2 separate regions of the Sus scrofa genome follow, and region 1 is linked to region 2. Evidence: chromatin contacts called from public Hi-C data. All regions are on one chromosome and are shown on one strand. Each heading gives the region's core, a stretch centred on a gene start, on an enhancer-like site or on the middle of the called end of the contact. The rest is flanking DNA. Distances are from core to core; before and after follow the strand shown. Region 1 has its middle 21 kb from the start of KCNE2. Region 2 holds the start of ATP5O (ATP synthase, H+ transporting, mitochondrial F1 complex, O subunit).

Region 1 (5,274 bases), core at 1,125-3,624, 440 kb after region 2:
GCTGGGGGTTAATAGATATAAACTATTACATTTAGAATGGATAGACAAGGAGGTCCTACTGTATGACACAGGGAACTCTATCCAATTTCCTAGAATAAACCACGATGGAAAAGTGTGTGTGTGTGTGTGTGTGTGTATAGAAGGCGCATATATACTTATGCAAAGAATGTGTACATACATAAAGACTGTGTATATGTGTATCAAGTCACTTTACTGTACAGTAGAAATTAGCACAGCATTGTAAATCAACTTTATTTTATTTTTTATGACTACACCCATGGCAGATAGGAGTTCCCATGCCAGGGAGTGAATCTGAGTGGCAGCTGAAACCTATGCCACAGCTGAGGAAACACTGGATGCTTTAACCCACTGTAATTTTTTTTTTTTTTTGCCTTTTTTTAGGGCTGCACCCAAAGCATATGGAAGTTCCCAGGGAATGGGTTGAATCATGGCTGCAGCTGCTGGCCTACACCACAGCCACAGCCACAGCAGTGCAGGAGCCAAGCTGTATCTGTGACCTACACCACAGCTCACCACAATGCCAGATCCTTGACCCAATGAGTGAGGCCAGGGATTAACCCGCATCCTCATGGATATTAGCCGTGTTCCCGTTTCTGCTGTGCCACAATGGGAACTCCTCTGTAATTTAAAAAAATATAAAGAAATAAATTTTAGTTTATACATAGAACTATCTCATTCTGCTCTCAGAGCGATCCTAGGAGGTGGTGTCATTATTCCCATTTTGCAGGGGAGAAAGCCGATTTAGAGAGCTGAAGTGGCCATCTGAGACCCCAAGCAGTGGCCCTGCCACCACACCTCGAGGTGGGGGAGAGGGAGGGGCTGCCCAGGTCTCCCTCCTTTTTGGAGAAGTAGGCCAGTGCCCAGGACACAGCACTCGACTTGCAACTTGCGATGGCTGAGGCAGCTCCTCCCAGCCTTAGGCTGAGAAGAGCAAAGCACCCTTGTAGGTGCTTCAGGCTTTGATCTTTCATGTGCTTAACAATAGGACCGGGGAAAGGAACTTAGGAGACCTGGTCCCAAAGCCCACTGGAAGGACACCCAAGGATGGCCATCCTTGAAAGCAGAGTTGGTGTCACCTGGGCCCTGAACTAAGGACATTCTCCCCTGGGAAGAATGTGGACTTGACCCCAAGGGAAGCCGCTTCTTCAATGTTTCCCAGCCCTGGCAGCCAGTCCCCCCACCCCAGCACTATCCACTAGCTTCCAGTGAAAAGGGGAGCAAACCATCCTGCTGAGAAAGAGCAAGGGAGACGCGCATGGCCAGCGTCCCTGCCGACGGGGCAGCCGTCCCCAAGAAAGCACTTCGGGATGGCGGCTGCTCTGTCCCTCTGTAGCTGATTGGAGGCAAAAGCTCCAGGAGAAGGACTAGCCCCGGATGCAGGTGCCATGAACAGAAAAGACATGCCCTTGGCGTTGGCTGCCCCAGGCCTGGGCCGCTGTACATGGGTCTCCAGTGAAATCCTGCCCAGCGTCCCCCTCCCTGAGGGTCATCATCAGAGCCCCCTCTCTGGAGAGCAATGCGAAGGATCCCCAGCTGGGGCTGTAACTGGCAGCAAAGCCACAGCTCCGTCATAGGACTTCGCCGCACTCCTGTCTTTGCAGAAATTTTGGTGAGATTGTAACTTTGGCCTCTTCAGAGTTACTAAAAGAGATGTGGCAAATATTTTTTGGCTTTCATGCCAACTCCTATTAATTTTTAGTGGCTTCACGAGTACAGTGTTGAGAAGGATGCTGAGTCCATATCTAAGGCTCAGGAGAAAATATAAGTGCTGTTGATTAGTGATGTCTGCAGTGGGCAAAGATCAGAAGTACAGTGGAGGCTGGTGAATGGTGGCTCAGCTGTGGGCTGGGACAAACATCCTTATTGCAGGTACTCTTGCGAAGTGTTTCGAGGGCCTTCCTGCCATGGAAAAATGTTGGGGGGTGATGATCACTCCCTTCCATCCAAGGAAAAAACCTCCCAGAAAGACTCCTTTCTTCTCCATTATCTGTGCTTCTGAGAAGGGCAGCAGGTCAAGGCCTATTTCCTCCTCTTTCCCCAAGGAGCAAAGTGATCATGGCCAGCCAGGGCCTCTCTCTCCAAGGCCGTCCTGGAGCCCTTGTTTGCCCAGGGCAGCTGCAGCCACACAGTTTGTTTCTTGTCATGGAAAGCTGAAACTTCTCCGAGCCCCAGCTAAATACTGGCTACAGCACAGCATCACTTTTCTTTCTTCCCTTTTCATGAGCCCCTGGTGAATTGAAACCCAGAAGCCAGCGGCCCACCTGCCAATTATTACAGTTAATTCTGTGCAGGCTTGACTCCGGCACTGAGACAGAGAGTTCTGTTTGCTGCTGGGGTGCACAGGGCAGACGGGAGGGGCTGTGGCCACGAGGCTGTGAATGCCCCCCCTGTGTGCCTGGGCTGGTCCTGGCAGCCGCAGCGCCCTCCCTTGCGCAGCGAGTCTGGCATCCAAGTGTGACTTCAGTGGGGCCTCCTTCTCCTTGAGTCTGCCTCTGAGATCAGAGATGTTGACGGTCAAGAGCCTGTCTTCCTCCCACGACGAGCCACAGCCACCCACTTCCCCTTAAGGACTCAGTGAAGAGAGCTTGTGTTTATTTTGTCCAAAGGAAAAGATAAAATGACATTTTCGACAACTGTGAGGGTTTTTCCGTCACCTTTCCTCCGCTGACCCATTGCCGTGTAAGAGCCTGTTCATTCATACAGAGGACAGCTACCCTTTCTTCCCCAGAAGCACTGGTGGCCACGGGCAAGTTCCAGTTTGATCTTGCCTCCAGGTGACCTGGATTCCGGTTGCTTAAGGCTCTCTCCCCAAAGGTGCTTCAGGCCTCCTTCGGTTGATTAATCAGCGTATCGATTCATCAGCTCATGTGTACGTTTGTTCTTAGTAAGCCAGGCAATGGGCTTGGCATTGGGATGATGGTGGAGAGAAAGATGGATTTCCTGCCCACATACCACATGGCCAGGACTGGACGGGCATGTGCCAGAGATAGGGCCCTGCTCCTCCTCTCAAAGGGGAGTGTGCACACCTGAGATGCTATGGCAGCCCCTCCCCTAACCCCTCTATGGTGCAAACATATGAGGAAACATGAGCTAGACCTTAGGGAGGTGCAGTTTTTAAGCAGAGGGCTGAGCCGTGAGTAGCACAAGGCAGAGAGTGGATCCAGTTGGTGGGACAGCAGGTCTTAGGAGAGGAAATGACGTGCCAAGTCCCCCAAGGCTCCTGGCTCCTTCCAACAACTGTGGTCTACAGAGACTGGAACCCAGAGGAGAGCGATGGAGAGTCTGGCACCCAGGTGAGCTGCAGGGGGCAACGGGGTGGCCATGCCTGGCCCATGAGCCATGAGAACAGGGCCTCCACCTTCAGGATGTGGGGAGCTGATGGGGTGCATTGAAGAAGAATTCCCAGCACTGTTTCTCCTGCTCACATCCTACGGCCCATCAGTGCTGCCTTCCCCAGACTCAGCAAGACAAACCACTTACCAACATGAGTGCCCATGGTGGACTCTGTGCCAGGGTCAAGGCTGGTATCAAGATGCTGAGACCAAGACCCTGACCCCAAGGAGCTCTCCTAGGAGTGGGGTGGATGGACCTGGAGATGGGTCATCTCTTTCTGCAGCGGGGAGCAAACCTCTTCCTGTGGGAGAAGTGGAGCACATCTGGAGAGGAAATGAGACTCGAATGGGTCTTGTGAAGGAAGCCATTCTGGTCATGACGCTGGGGGGGTCCAGAGGTAGGAAGGACATGGTGAGTTTGAGACCAGGGTTTGGAGGGAATGTTCTATTGGGCTGTATGTCTCCTTACCCCAAAACATTTGAGCCTCCTTACTGACCCAAGCAAGTGGGTGGCTGATTGGAAACATATGTTGGAACAAGTCTTCTGTTGGTGCAGGATGGGGGCTTCAGTCCAAGCACTGTGCTGAGAAGGGAGCTGGCTGAGAGGGAGGGTGCTGGGCTGATCCCTCTTCAAGGAAGAGCTCCATCCCCTGGGATAGACAGCCAGCCACGGATGCCAGGTTCTGGCTTCTCCCCTGCCTCTTGGATGTGCCGTCCCTGGGAGAGTTCTAGACCCAAAAGCTAGTCTCTAAAAAAAAAAAGACTCATACCTGCCCAGGGTCCCAGGGGATTCTGTGCCCTGCACTCGCCTCTGGCCTCAGCTGCAGCCAAGGTCTCCCGACCATGGCCCAACTCCCAGTAGCCACCTTAATCACACGGTATAAGCATCTATTTTAGTTACATAAACAGAGTTGTCTACATTTGGACTCCGGGGCTAGCTGCAGGAATTTGTAAACAGCGTGGTGTACGCGTTTCACAGAAAGTTGCCAGGACGAGCTCCTTTCCCACTGCCTGTTGTCCAGTTTTCCCTTTTATAGAGAGTCTGGCTGGGAAAGAGAGACGGAACTTATTTGGGAATAGAGGACAACCTCACAGGCGAATTCCTCCCTCCCGCTCCCACTGCCTCCTCTTCGGAACCGTTGAGGGTCTGGGGTGGAACTCAGCCTGCTCCTGAAGTTCTGAGTCCTTCCTAAACACTAGCCTCTGATAAATATAAATGTAAACCTCACGGAACACAAATTTGGGGAGATTTTATTCTTGGAAGGGTAACAAGGAATTTTGGAAATTTGCGGCAGGTTCTAAAAATGTTGGACACTGTCGTCTCCACCAGGGCCAAGGCCCCGTGGGGCATTACGATGTCGCCTTTGCTACTCCTGCCTAAGAGATTGTTCAGCATCAGGCAGAGGCTGGTAAGATTCTAGACTGAAGATATACGATTTAGGGCCACAGAGAAGTGGAGCCTCAAGGGGGAAGTGGGGGGGCCTTCATTTCTCTTCTTTCATGGAATAATCACTAATGAAGCGTCTGTTCAGATTAGATGCTCTGTTCAGCACTGCGGGCCTTAGAAGATATATAACAAATCATTGGCACCAAGAGTTCTCCTGTGGTGCAGTGGGTTAAGAATGCCGTATTGTTACAGCAGTGGCTTGGGTTCTGGAAGTTCCCTGGCCTGGGAACTTCCACCTGCTGCTGGCGTGGCAAAAAAACCAAAACCAAACCAAACTTTGGTGAAAGGTGAGAACATTAAGAGTCACGTAGATAGGTTTGGAATGGCCAAGGGAGTCGAGTTTTACTTAACACATGCATGTCTGCTGGATGAATGAGTGAATTAATCAACGAATGTGTAATAAGTGTGCCACTGCGAAGGAAGCCCGCTGCAGTGGTTGGCCCTAATCTGAATTTCATCGTAAGTTAACTTTTA
Region 2 (6,005 bases), core at 84-2,583:
GGAAGTTCCCAGGCTAGGGGTCAAACTGGAGCTATAGCTGCTGGCCTACACCACAGCCACAGCAACACCAGATCTGAGCTGGGTCTGCCATCTACACCACAGCTCACGGCAACGTCAGATCCCCGACCCACTGAGTGAGGCCAGGGATGCAGCCTGCATCCTCATGGATACTAGCCAGATTCGCTTCTGCTGCACCACAACGGCAACTCCTAAATGATTCGTTTCTTGTGTTTCTTTGTATCATCACAGATTACACGAGGGTGGGCTGTTCTTTTTTGCCTAGGAGTAAATTTCCCCACTGAGAATCATCCCAGCAGCTTGGGAAACTGCAGGCCCACTCACTTCCTAGTTTACTAAAACAGGCTGAGGCTAGCACACCAGTATCAGAGAGAAGAAACCAAATTTAATGAAACACGCTGTTCCAAAAAATTTAATGCGACTTTTGGCATTTATATTACTACCCTTGGGCGTGGTTTTAATAAAAAGTGGGAGGATTCCAGGAATGATTTGCAAGAGATGTACCTTCTTAGACTCGAACTGCTATCTGAAAATAAAGATGAATTCTTTGGGTTACCCAGCAGTCTGTTGTGAGAACAGATCCCAGTATCTTGCAGATACTACCTTGAGATTGTTGAGACAGTATCACCTTGTCTATCAAGAGTTGGAATTCGTAATTTAAAAAGCACCTGCAAGGGCACAGGTCACCTTCAAGTAATCCCGGCTCTGGAATGTACTCGAAAGGTTGTGAGGATTAACAGACCGTAACACTTAGGAAACCTTACGGAAGCTATACGTAAGGAATCATGCAGTATGAAGAGCACGAATTTTCTTTCAAACTCTATCTTCTGTGGGTTCGAATCTCAGCTCTACCCCTTATTCGCTCAGCAGCCAAGGACGAGTCATTTAAACCTTTCGGTCTCATTTTCTTTATAAAAAGGTGGAATGTGTTTCACAAATATTCCTTAGCATTACTGGTGACCTCTACGACAAAGATGGAGCCCCCTTCTCCTGTGCCCCTCAAAGCAGCTACTTTCTAGGGGTGTGCTCTGAGGACACCAAATGCAGACATGCGCAGCCCCGCGCCCACCGCCCTGCGCGCATCCCGGGGGGAAGCCGGGCCGTCCGGCTGCCTGCTCTCGCCCCCGCTCTCCTGGCCCCACGACCTTGAACGGCAGCCACGCTCCCCCAACTGTGGCCTCAAACCGTAGCGCTTAGAGGCCTGGTATGGGTCACCCCAGGAGGGTTCCTTCCGCTGGCTTTCAACACCGCCATTCTCTCTCACCTGCCGGGAAAGCCCGGACACTGCTTGGGAGGCCATCTTCTCCTGGGAGGCTGTAGGTCAAACCCTACTTGGCGAGAGAGAACGAGAGCGCATGCGTGCGTCAGCGTAGTCGCTCGGCTGCTGGGAAATGTAGGCCTAGGTCGTCAAATCTCATGCGCAGGAATCTTCCTCAGGCTGGGAGCTGTAGTCCTTAGGAGCGGGTGGTCAGGGCGGAACCTACAGGGCTGGGGGTGGGCTAGTGGTTTGGGTCAGCCCCTGGAAATGAAGTGTATACGTTACTAACTGGCCTTTACTGTAGGATGGATGTATTGCCACTAGTTTTAAATTTCCATTGGGATAAGTACGGTGACATTTATTCCATGTCACCTTCGTCGCTAGCATCATTAGCGTGTTTACCTTTCTTACCCAAAGGGTATATCGAGCGTAGATCCGCGCACTGTGTATACCCCCACCCCCACCCCGCAAACCCGGGCCTTATAGCTCTAGCAGGGGACATTTTGTGACCAGTACCTCTGTCCCACCTTCGCCCCATCTCACTTGAGTACAGCATTGACCTCTTGGTTTGTGCAGGCATGTGAGGGTCTGCTGTTTAAATACTTCCTTCTGGTAGAGCAGAGTGATTATCTGAGAATCAGACCTAAAAATAGAACTGGGGTTTGAGCAAGTGTGACATTGAAACTGAGAACCCCAAACTAGCTCTGGTTAGTTTCTCTGCATTTATATTATTATTATTACTTTTTGGTATTTTTAGGGCCGCACCCCCTGCATATTGGAGGTTATGGAGGTTCCCAGGCTAGGGGTCTGATGGGAGCTGTAGCCGCTGGTCTAGCCACAGCCACGCCATATCTGTCAGATCTCAGCAGCGTCCACAATCTACGCCACAGTTTAGGGCAACGCTGGATTCTTAACTCACTGAGCGAAGCCAGGCATCAAACCTGCATCTTCATGAATATTAGTCAGATTGGTTTCCCCTGAGCCACAGGGGGCGGGGGCGGGGGCGGGGGGGGGCGACTCCTCTCTGCATTTATAAAAACAACCTCTTTACACCCCATTTCCCCCTAAACAGAACTTACTCTAATTTTCTCTTCTATAGGGTTGGAATTCCCTAGTTGCAGTAATGGAGTTCTATAGTCAATTAAAAAGTGTTTTTCTACTCAGATCTATTCTTTTCTACAGGAAAACAGATGAAGTCATTAATTTACTTTTTGACTGCAGTTTTCTTTTTTCTTGCCTTTTTTTAATGCTCACCTGCAGCATATAGAAGTTCCCAGGCTAGGGGTTGAATGGGAGCTGTAGCTGCTGGCCTACACCGCAGCCACAGCAAAGCCGAGTCTGCGACCTACAGCACAGCCCACGGTAGTGGTGGATCCTGACGCACTGTGCAGGGCCAGGAATCCAACTGAGTCCTCATGGATACTAGTGGGGTTTGTTACCGCTGAGCCACAACGGGAACATTTGAGTGCAGTTTTCTCATCCTTACAAAAAACTTGTTAGAAGGCAGAATCTATTTTTCTGGAATGTTATTGCCCTCTTTTCTACCACCCATAAGCAGCTGTTGTCAATATTTGGTACGTTATCTCCCATTACTTTTTCAGATAGTGGCCTGGTCTACCCAGTCTTGAATCCCAGTCCTTTCATTGACCTTGACACAACTATATAACTTCTCTGCGCTTCAGTTTTCTTATCTGTAAAGTGGTTATTATAATAGCACCTACCTTACAGGGTGTTAGGAAAAATAAACTATACATACGAATGTACATACACACATATGTATTTAGCATTCAGAGCAATTGTCTGACAGACTGGTAGTCACTAATATTCTTTATTTTGTGTTTGTTTTTATTACATAGACAGATTCGCAATCTACATAATTTAGTGTCTTGCCTTTTTCCTTAATACAAGAAAAAAGATACTAAATTATATGTGGATTGTAAATATATGCTTACAATATAATATAAGCATGTTTCCAAGTGAGAAAATGATCATAAACATAATTTTAATGTTGCAGAATAACCCATCAAGTAGATATTCTATAACTTGATCATTCAATGATTTTTGAACAATAAACGGTTGCTTTTTTCCCCGTTTAAAACAATGCTGCATTTCCAGAGCATCTTTAGACACAAACTTTTTTCTTCCCACCTAGGATAACTTCCAAATAGATTTCCAGGGCTGGCAGAACTTGGTGAGAAGGTATGAACACTTTAAAAGTCTTTGATAAATAAGCTCATGCTCTTTTCCTTTTCTTTTTTTTTTTTTTGCTTTTTTAGGGCTGTACCCCTGGCATATGGAAGTTCCCAGGCTAGAGGTTGAACCAGAGCTACAGCTGCTGGCCTATGCCAGAGCCACAGCAATGCAGGATCCAAGCCGTGTCTCTGACCTACACCACAGCTCAGGGCAACGCTGGATCCTTAACTCTCTGAGCGAGGCCAGGGATGGAACCTGCAACACCGTGGTTACTAGTCAGATTCATTTCTGCTGCGCCACAAGGGGAACTCTGCCAATGGCATTATTTTGTTCCTTTTTAGAGGCCGTGCTCTTTTCAAAACTTTTAACCAATTTACACTTTCACTAGCAGCACATAAAACCTTTGTTTTACTTCCCTCTCCAAACTCTTTTCAGAGACCGTTTTAAGTAAGTCTAAATGGAAAGTATATTCATTAGGCAACACATTTTATTGAGCAGCTATTATGTGCAGGCAGCTCTTCTGTGCCCTGGAGGTACAGCAGGGTGCAAGACAAAGTTCTTGCTTTCACAGACCTTATATTCTATGTGCAACCAAACCACAAATCCTATGTTTCCTAATGTGTGTGTCTTATTAGATGTACTTCAAGTAGAAAGTTCTGGGGCCAGATAGTCTTGGAAGACTCTAGACCATTGCTTGGAAAATTAATTATATAAGTAAGCTGTGAGGTTGCATGGCAGCAGGGAGATTTCTTCTATTTCTTTTGTATTTACCCCTATCTCACTGCAGCCCCTTGCCTATTGCCAAAATAGTAGTTTGTGGTCCTTTGCGTTTTGGGTTTACCAAGTAGTTACACGTGTATGGTTTCATTTCTATTTTGAGTCTCAGGAAAACTCTCAGCTGTGGGTGGTCTAGAACACCCCTACTTTGCAGGTGCTGAAACTTCTTGGGTCCTATTTAGGCGGCTCATCTAGGAAACAGCAGTTTTGTGTTCTAGGGCTTCTGCGTGTGGGATTTTGATGCCAGTGTCTGCTGCTTACATCATGGTGATTTGCACAAATGGAGAAACACAGAAGTGGCTCTCTGATGCCCAACACTTCTGTAGTCAAGCCTGCCTTCTCCTGGGTGTCTGTGGAAATCTCACAGCAGGAAAAGCCCAGCCATGACTGGCCAGGGCCTCAGAGGCAAAGCTACAAGGGACCATTCTGGCAGAAATTTCCCAGATATGGGACTGTCACACCTTCTGCTATGCAAGAATAGAGACTTTGGGAGGAGAAAAAGAACTTTGTCCATAGCAGAGGCGAAAAGGCTTAGCACTTTACTTTTATAATGTCTTCCCCCTGTACACACTGAAATTGTTTTACAAATAGTTATTTTAACAACTGAGGCTAATAGAATCAAAGGGACATGCCCAAGGCCACAGTCCAGGGCCACAGTGATAGCAAAATCCAGACATCAAATTTTGGCTTTTTGGTTTTATGCTGACTTTCAATGCAAAATAAATATTTCTCAGGGTTTTATTTTCTCTGCAAAGGCACCATATGCTGGCATGGAAAACAGCAGCTTTGTGTCATGAGGTCTCCACTGCACATGTTTGATATGGAGTGATTTTCCTCTTGAGCCAGAAAGAATCTTCCAAAACTCAGAAATCTAGATGAAGTGTAATGTGCAAAATGTTTGCTGCGCTTACTTTAAAACAGCAAAATACTGGGGAAAAAAAATGAACAGAAGACAATGGTTTTTATTTTATTCTTATTTATTTATTTATTTAAATAAAAAAATAAAAAGCAGCCTTTTTTTTAGGGCTGCTTTTTTTGCCTTTTCTAGGGCTGCTTCCCGCGGCATATGGAGGTTCCCAGGCTAGGGGTCTAATCGGAGCCATAGCCACCGGCCTAAGCCACAGCCACAGCAACACGAGATCCGAGCTGCATCTGTGACCTACACCACAGCTCATGGCAATGCCAGATTCTTAACCCACTGAGCAAGGCCAGGGATCGAACCCGAAACCTCGCAGTTCCTAGTCGGATTCATTAACCACTGCGCCACGACAGGAACCCCAAGACAATAGTTTTTAAAATAGAGCATCGTGCAGCCACAACCATGAGGTTTTTTTTTTTTTAATTTTAAATATTTTTGCTTTGGTTTATTTTTATTTTTTGCTTTTTAGCAGCATATGGAAGTTCCCAGGGTAGGGATGGAATTGGAGCTACATCTGCCAGCCACAGCAACACTGGATCCAAGCTGCGTCTGCGACCTACACCACAGCTCATGGCAGTGCTGGATCCTTAACCCACTGAGCGAGGCCAGGGATTGAACCTGTGTCCTCATGGATACCAGTTGGGTTTGTTACCACTGAGCCACAACAGGAACTCCTAAATTTTTTAAAAAAGTTTTATTGAAGTATAGTTGATTTCCAAGGCTGTGATAACCTCTGCTGCACAACAAAGTGACCCAGTCATCCTTATACACATATCCATTCTCTCTCAGATGCTTTCCCCAAATAGGTCATCACAGAATACTGGGTAGAGTTCTCTGTAT

The links. A called contact is a pair of places that touch in the nucleus more often than the background predicts.
Region 1: a Hi-C map of mesenteric adipose tissue shows a contact between it and region 2, with 4 times the contacts expected there. The contact joins the enhancer-like site here to the promoter of ATP5O in region 2. A contact is called at or near these places in 5 of 5 promoter capture datasets (fetal liver, fetal skeletal muscle, liver and 1 more), 32 of 47 Hi-C or Micro-C datasets (adipocytes, adipose tissue, alveolar macrophages and 17 more) and 2 of 2 datasets of contacts at active chromatin or transcription factors (alveolar macrophages and skeletal muscle).

The regions. Positions count from the first base shown.
Region 1 is chr13:197,955,772-197,961,045 of Sscrofa11.1, forward strand. No RefSeq gene overlaps it. Among named protein-coding and RNA genes, the nearest start is that of KCNE2, 21 kb to the right of the region's middle. Within about 2 kb of position 2,375, at least 15 of the 83 cell types and tissues checked have an H3K27ac peak or open chromatin away from gene starts, as enhancers often do. A contact at or near this core is called in adipose tissue, mesenteric adipose tissue, retroperitoneal adipose tissue and 1 more, where this site is marked.
Region 2 is chr13:197,518,197-197,524,201 of Sscrofa11.1, forward strand. It overlaps ATP5O (ATP synthase, H+ transporting, mitochondrial F1 complex, O subunit), which reads right to left and starts at 1,334. Exons shown (of 7, transcript NM_001044606.2): 1 at 1,283-1,334. The coding sequence starts at 1,318.